Regions from separate parts of the Hordeum vulgare genome. Here region 1 is linked to region 2. Evidence: chromatin contacts called from public Hi-C data. All regions are on one chromosome and are shown on one strand. Each heading gives the region's core, a stretch centred on a gene start, on an enhancer-like site or on the middle of the called end of the contact. The rest is flanking DNA. Distances are from core to core; before and after follow the strand shown. Region 1 holds the start of LOC123440160 (acyl transferase 5-like). Region 2 holds the start of LOC123444238 (glycylpeptide N-tetradecanoyltransferase 1).

What was found. A called contact is a pair of places that touch in the nucleus more often than the background predicts.
Region 1: a contact with region 2 is called in a Hi-C map of leaf, with 3 times the contacts expected there. The contact joins the promoter of LOC123440160 here to the promoter of LOC123444238 in region 2. A contact is called at or near these places in 2 of 6 Hi-C or Micro-C datasets (leaf and seedling) and 1 of 1 datasets of contacts at active chromatin or transcription factors (embryo).

What each region holds. Positions count from the first base shown.
Region 1 is chr3H:457,448,615-457,452,494 of MorexV3_pseudomolecules_assembly, forward strand. It overlaps LOC123440160 (acyl transferase 5-like), which reads right to left and starts at 2,463. Exons shown (of 2, transcript XM_045116732.1): 1 at 2,011-2,463; 2 at 1-808. The coding sequence starts at 2,445. It overlaps LOC123444239 (probable magnesium transporter NIPA9), which reads left to right and starts at 2,673. Exons shown (of 9, transcript XM_045120900.1): 1 at 2,673-2,994; 2 at 3,111-3,209; 3 at 3,324-3,453; 4 at 3,593-3,681. The coding sequence starts at 2,884.
Region 2 is chr3H:457,257,563-457,261,029 of MorexV3_pseudomolecules_assembly, forward strand. LOC123444238 (glycylpeptide N-tetradecanoyltransferase 1) reads left to right here and starts at 2,114. Exons shown (of 1, transcript XM_045120899.1): 1 at 2,114-3,467. The coding sequence starts at 2,231.

The DNA of each region.
Region 1 (3,880 bases), core at 1,213-3,712, 190 kb after region 2:
CCTTTAGATGCTTCCCCTCCACACATTGGGTCATAATCCGGGTGCCCTTCTTTGACATTGGTGGAGCACCAAGCACCACGACCGCCATGTAATCTGCATAGGTGAATGGTATGATATGGCTAGGGGCGCCCCACCCGTAGTCGGCCTCAAATAATCCAAGCCTCGTCCAGTCCGACACAAACAACACATTGTGCTCGAATGTCAACTGATATGGATCAACCTTGACATCCCCTGACGCCCACTTGGCAAACTCCAAAGGGAGCCTTGCCTTCCCATCCCTAATCATTTTGATCACGTCATGTAGCCCCGCCATGGAAACATCCTTCGTTGTAGACGTTACAGTAATTGGGTAGAAGCAGTTGCCATAAAAGCCCCCATCCTTTGGGAGAACCTGTGTGAGAAGGTGTCTCGTGTTTGCGAAGAAGCATATTTTAACCTCGTCTTCAGGACTGTACTTGATGGCCCGAGTTCGAGCTTGCCAAACCTTTGCAATGGCGACATCAAAAGTTGAGCAGTACTGACCCATTGCCCGGAAGTATTCAGCCTTGACACTGGCGATACAGTCTAAACTGACATCTGTAACAAAATGCTGGAAGCCGAATGACTGGAACGTTGGTGGTGGCCCCGAAGGTATCTTGGGTGGGCTCGGGATTACAGCTCGTGCCCATACAGGAGCCATTGTAGGCTTGTCGAGGCCGCGGGCAAAGTCAGCAATTGCATTAATGAATTGTGCTGCGCCAAGCCCGTCTGCGAGGGTGTGGACCGCTACCAAGCCCACGACAAATCCTCCACAAGTGAATTCCGTCACCTGGTATGGACATAGTAAGAACGAGAAAGGTATTACGGAAGCGTCTACTCCCTGTGTTCCTAAATATAATTTTTTTTAAGATCCCGATAAAAGACTACACACGAAGCAAAATGAATAAACATACACTCTAAAATATGTCTATATATATCCATATGTAGTATCCTAGTGAAACCTTTACAAAGACTTATATTTAGAAACGGAGGGAGTAGTTTGCACACATGCATGCAACATCAGTTAAAATGACAAGGCAAAAAGTTTCTATATCATGGCTGAAACCATAACGTTCGTTACTGTTATTCAGATGAAGTGGTTGTATGGAACTCGAGTCAATGAAGAGACAAATAGTAGGCTGGCAGTACTAGACTACCTAAACCATTGTGATGTGTCGGTGCTTCACTTGTTGGAAATATGTGGTGCTGGCACTTTCTATCTTCCACTACCAACAACGCGACGTACAGTATGATAATAGAAAAAGAAAACAGGATGTGGTACAGTTCCACCTAGTTAGTGTATATCAGATGTGTTTTTTTTGTGTGTGTGGGTGGGGGGGGGGGGGGGGGGGATAGGAGTATCATATGTGTCACAGTTCAACCACTCTGTTATGTAGTGTTGGTTGGTTCCTTTGGGAGCTACTCTCTCTGGTCGCGAAAAAGGGCCTTGACTGTGTGCAGACATACACTGGTCTGAGAAACAAATCCACTAGAGAAATACTGTCTTGAAACAACATCTATATTGCGGAAAGAAAAGCAACAACATGTAAAGCATGATTTATCTCTTCAAATATTGTAAAATATGGTGCCTAGACCAGCCATTGCGCCGAGTGTCTTGAAACAGAAACATCAATGTATAGTGACTTGTAGCTCACCAATGGTGCCGAGACCAGCCATTTGTTTCTAGAGAAGTGAGAAACCGTGAGAGAAACGCTTTTTTCAATGAAGCGAGGGAGAGGCTTGTGCATGCAGGTGGAGGTGAGAGAGAGAGGGTGTGTGTGTACCTCAGGAGAGTGAGCGCCCATCTAAGAGAGAAAACGTGAGGGGACATGTGCATGCATGTGAAACGAGGGAGGGCATCGTGGTCGTGGCATATACACCATGCACCGTCTAGGACAATTTTTAAACAGCGACCTGCCTGTCAGCCGCTGCTACCAACAGCTAGCTGCCGCCTACACATTTTCTGCAAGTAAATATGACGTACGTATATACCTGCATCATGACCGGGATAGTGGTAGGGTCAACACCGTCCTCCGGAGCGGGCAGCAGCTCCTCCTCGCAGACCATGAGAGGGTAGTCGAGGCCGTTCACGTCCTCGAGGCTGCATCCCGCGGCGGCCTCGACGAACCAGGCGCCGTCGCCGGTGCACGCGACGCAGGCCTCGCCAGCCGCCGCCGCCGAGCGGACGAAGCGGCCGGCGAACGCGGGGTACTCCACCAGCGCGCGCGACAGCGCGGCGCGGATCACCTCGGCCGGCCTGGCGCCGTCGTCGGCGCCGTCGCGCCGGAACACGTGCAGCGACCGCACGGTGTGGCGCAGCCCGGGCACGCGGTCGATGGCGGACAGCTCCAGCGTCTCGCCCGACGCCGGCGCGGCCGGCGCGACGAACGACCGGGACTTCCTCTCCAGGGTGATCGACGACACCATGGTGGGTGGCTACGTGCCCGTTGTGTGTGTGTGTGTGTGTGTGTGTGTGTGTGTGTGAGTGAGAGGGTTCGGGGCGGCACGGGACGCGTATTTATAAACGGCGAGGTCTGGGCTGGGCTGAATGTGCGAGTGGCGGCCCATCCAAGCCTGCAAGGCCCAAAGAGAAGGAAATCGATCGAGGACACGCAGAATAGAAAATAATCGAGTGTCCCTCCCGCACACGCGACGCGACCCGGCAGGCACCAGCGAGGGCACGACCGGCGCCACCGCCCGCCAGGCACGCTCGGGCACGACGAGAAAAGGACGGACGCCACCTCCTCGGCTCGGCTCGGCTCGGCTCCTCCCCCTCGTGGTCTCCTCCTCCTCCGCCCGCACCCACACCAAAAAGCTCCAGGGAGACCCCCCCGCGCGCGCGCCTGGTGCCGGATCGGATCGGGGATGTGGGAGTCGGTGGCGCTCACGCTGGCCGGCGCCGCCGGCAACAGCATCGGCAAGGTCCTCCAGAAGAAGGGCACACTCATCCTCCCTCCCCTCTCCTTCAAGCTCAAGGCAACCCTCCCTCCCTCCCTCTCCCCTTCCTCCCACCCTTATCCGTCCCCTCCGGATGCCGGCGCTGCTGTCTACTTGTTTAGATGGATGACGCCGCCCCATTCGTTCTCGCGCAGGTCATACGGGGCTACGCGCTCAACAGGCTCTGGATCAGCGGCTTCCTCCTCGACATGTGCGGCGCCGCCCTCATGCTCACCGCGCTCTCGCAGGCGCCGGTGCGTTGCCTGCTTCCCCACCCCCTTCTGTTTCTCGACCGATTCCGCGCAGTTACTCAATGGCTCAGGATACGCCGCGGGTTGACTGATGCGGCGCTTGCCTTTTCTCCTCAGGTCTCTGTCGTGCAGCCGATTGCCGGTTGCGGCCTCGCCATACTCTGCGTCTTCTCCCACTTTTACCTCAAGGAGGTCATGAATGGCCTCGACTGGATTGCCATCACAATGGCTGGTCTCGGCACCATAGGTGAGCTACAAGCCACTACCCCGCCATCATTACGTTTTACGTGCAATGTTGACGCTCAAAGAGAACTCTGTAGGATTAATGAATGGAACTAGTCTACTACAGTGCACACTGAATTTTACTCTGCCTTCTGTAAATTCAGGAGTCGGTGTCGGAGGGGAGGAGCAGAAAGTGGAAGAGATTCCCCTCTTCAGTATACCTTGGCTGGTGCTCACCGTTGTCATCTTGTTTGTAGGTACCATACTCTGTGTTGTATTAGTTTTATTATTACATCCACGTAAGTATGAGTTAAACCAAAACAAGTGTATTTTCGCTTGCACAAATTGTTTTGCCCATTCTGCTATAATATTCCAACTCTCACCCACAATTTTAGGCGTGCACCGCATAAGTATTACCCTTGTATTTCTATATATAAATTATGTTCTCCTAC
Region 2 (3,467 bases), core at 864-3,363:
CTTTCGCCCCGCTTTATAGATAAAGCAAACCACCGAGCCATAACATCCAACAACAGTCACCACAACACACACACAGACGCCGCACTGGAGTTAGCACTACAACACAAGGTACCAAGGTTACACTGTGGGCACAACACAACAAGTCCAAACAAAGGAAAACAACAAGGCGGCGCTGCGAAAGGGTCCTCTAATCCGGCTCCGGAGGTGGAGGAGGGGGCGGCAACGCCAATCTAAGAGCCATCGCACGAACATGAGAGATGATGGAGTTGATGGCGTCTCGGTCCTGCGAGCGGCTAAGCGGTCGCCAGAGTTGCAGGTATCCACAAAATTTGAACGCCACGTTAGAAGCACGACGAAGAGGAACACGTTGAACAACAAACTTATTACGGACAGTCCACAGCGTCCAGGCCAGGACCTCCACCGTCAACCAGCTAGTGTGGCAGAAAGATGTGGGCATAGCCTGAAGTTCGGGGAGCAGGTCACGAAGTTTGTGTCGCACCAGGTGCCACCGACCACTTCACGGAGAAAACTCCAGAGGAATTGCGCGGACACGCAAGAAAAGAAGATGTGATTCGAATCCTCTTCTGTCGCACAAAGCGGACAAATGCCATTCGCTGGTCCGTTCCGCTTAAGGACCACAACACCAGAGGGGAGGCGTCCACGAAGCCACTGCCAGAGGAATATCCGGATCTTCAAGGGGAGCCTAATTTCCTAGAGGGCCGCAAAAGGCTCGAGGCTCGGGCACGGCGCAATCGCCTGATATAAGGATTTCATAGTGAAGCAACCCGAAGGCTCTAATCGCTAGGAGATGCGATCGCCGGGCCGATCCAGATCCGGCGCAAGAAGGGCGATGGACTCCAGGAGGTCCTGCCAGGCGAGCGTTTCCATTGGCCCGAAAGGGTGTCTAAATGCAAGACGCCCTAGGTCGATGAGGGCCTCCTCCACGGAGATTCGTGGGACGACCACAATAGAGAATAGGGTTGGGAAACGTGTAACAAAGGCGGGCTCGCCGGCCCAGCGGTCAAACCAGAACAAGGTTGATGCGCGAGAGCCAACCTCGATAGAGGTCCCAATGCGAAGAACTGGGAGCAGCTGGATTAAGGACTGCCAGAACTAAGAACCCCCAGACCGCTGGCAGAAGGCAAGAGGTTATCCACGCAGGTAATTATTCTGAATAATGCGGATCCAAAGGCCTTCCTCGCCCCTTGAAATCCGCCAGAGCCAACGAGTGAGCAGAGCAATATTCATACGCTTGGAGGACATGATCCCCATGCCACCCTGGTTGCACGGCTTGCATATCTCCGACCATCGAACCATGTGGTACTTTTGCTTATCCCCGTCGCCGGCTCAGAAGAAACGTGTCTGGACCCTGGCGATCTCGTGGTGGAGGGTCTCTAGCAATATGTAAAAGCTCATCAAGAAGAGCAACAAGCTGGACAGGGAGGAGTTGATGAGGACCGTCCTGGCAGCCTTCGAGAGCCAGCGACCTTGCCACGGTTCAATACAATGCTACAGTTTGGCAACCGTAGGTCGCAGCTCCGCCATCGAGAGGCGAGAGTCGCTGATAGGGATTCCCAGGTATGCCATGGGGAAGGATCCTAGCTGGAAGTTAAGGCGGTCGGCGATGCTCTTGGCCGCGACAAGGGGGTATCCTAGGACCATGACCACACTCTTATTGAATTTAATTTTGAGACCGGACATCTCCTGGAAGCAGAGGAGAAGAATTTCAGGTTCGAGATGTCATCGCTCTCAACCATGATGATCGTGTCATCCGCATACTGCAGAAGAGATACGCGAGGAGATGCGCTTGGTTTGGCTTGGCTTGGAGAGGTTTGTGGGTTTGGCTTGGAGATGCGCTTATGGCTTCATGCATATCTATTTTTTTAGAATTATTTGAAACGTAAAAGTATGGATTTCGATGAAATTTGAATTTAAAGGCCTCCATAAGTATGGATTTTGATGAAATTTGAATTTGAAGGCCTTCATAGAGGCCAAGCTCCAAGAAGCAATTTTCGGAGGAGTTTTCTCTAAAAGAAAAGAAGAGGAGAAAAATAAATAAACGTATCTTCGGCACGCTTACGAATAGGGAAGGGAAAAGCTAGCCCAATAAACAGATCCGATCCATCCCGTGGCCTCGCGTTCCACTACCCGGCCTGTCGCCTAGTCTTCTCCCCCAAATCTCTCCCTCAAACCCTACAGCCGATCTAGCCCTCCCACCGCGCCGATCGCCATGGCCGCCCCCAACAACAACGACGCCGCCGCCAGCGCCAGCGCCAGCGCTTCCACCAGCGACGGCGCCCCCGCGGCGCCGGAGGACACCTCCATCGAGGCGCTGGCGCGGCGCGTGCAGGAGCACATGACCCTCGCCTCCAACCCCACCGCCCGCCGCCACAAGTTCTGGGAGACGCAGCCCGTGGGTCAGTTCGGCGACGTTGCCGACGTCTCCCTCCCCGACGGCGCCATCGAGCCGCCCACCCCGCTCTCCGAGGTCCGCGCCGACCCCTACCCGCTCCCCGCCGCCTTCGAGTGGTTCACCTGCGACCTCGACGACGACGCCCTCCTCGCCGACCTCTACGCCCTCCTCGCCCACAACTACGTCGAGGACGACGAGAACATGTTCCGCTTCAACTACTCCTCGGCCTTCCTCCGCTGGGCGCTCCGCCCCCCCTCCTTCTTCCGCGCCTGGCACATTGGCGTCCGGGCCAAGGAGTCCAAGAAGCTCGTCGCCTTCATATCCGGCGTCCCCGCGCGCATCCGTGCGCGCGACGACGTTGTCCGCATGGCCGAGATCAACTTCCTCTGCGTCCACAAGAAGCTCCGATCCAAGCGCCTCGCGCCGGTGCTCATCCGGGAGGTCACCCGTCGCGTCCACCTGGAGAACATCTGGCAGGCTGCATACACTGCGGGTGTCGTCCTCCCGACCCCCATCACCACATGCCGCTACTGGCATCGATCCCTCAACCCAAAGAAGCTCATCGATGTTGGCTTCTCCCGTCTTGGTCCCCGCATGACCATGAGCCGCACCGTCCGTCTCTACAAGCTGCCAGATGCGCCGCTTACCCCCGGGTTCCGCCAGATGGAGTTGCGGGATGTTGCAGCAGTCACACGCTTGCTCAGGGCATACCTTGCAAGGTACGTGGTGGCGCCAGATTTTGATGAGCTTGATGTTGAGCACTGGTTGCTGCCCCAGGAGGATGTGGTGGACAGCTACCTTGTGGAGAGCCCTGAGACGCACGAGGTCACAGATTTCTGCAGCTTTTACACTCTGCCCTCGTCCGTGCTGAACAATGCCAACTATTCAACACTCAAGGCTGCATACTCATATTACAATGTTGCTGTCAAGACCCCGTTGCAGCAGCTGATGAATGATGCACTGATTGTGGCCAAGCAGAAGAACTATGATGTGTTCAATGCGCTCGATGTCATGGAGAACGAGGGGTTCCTCAAGGAACTCAAGTTTGGCCCTG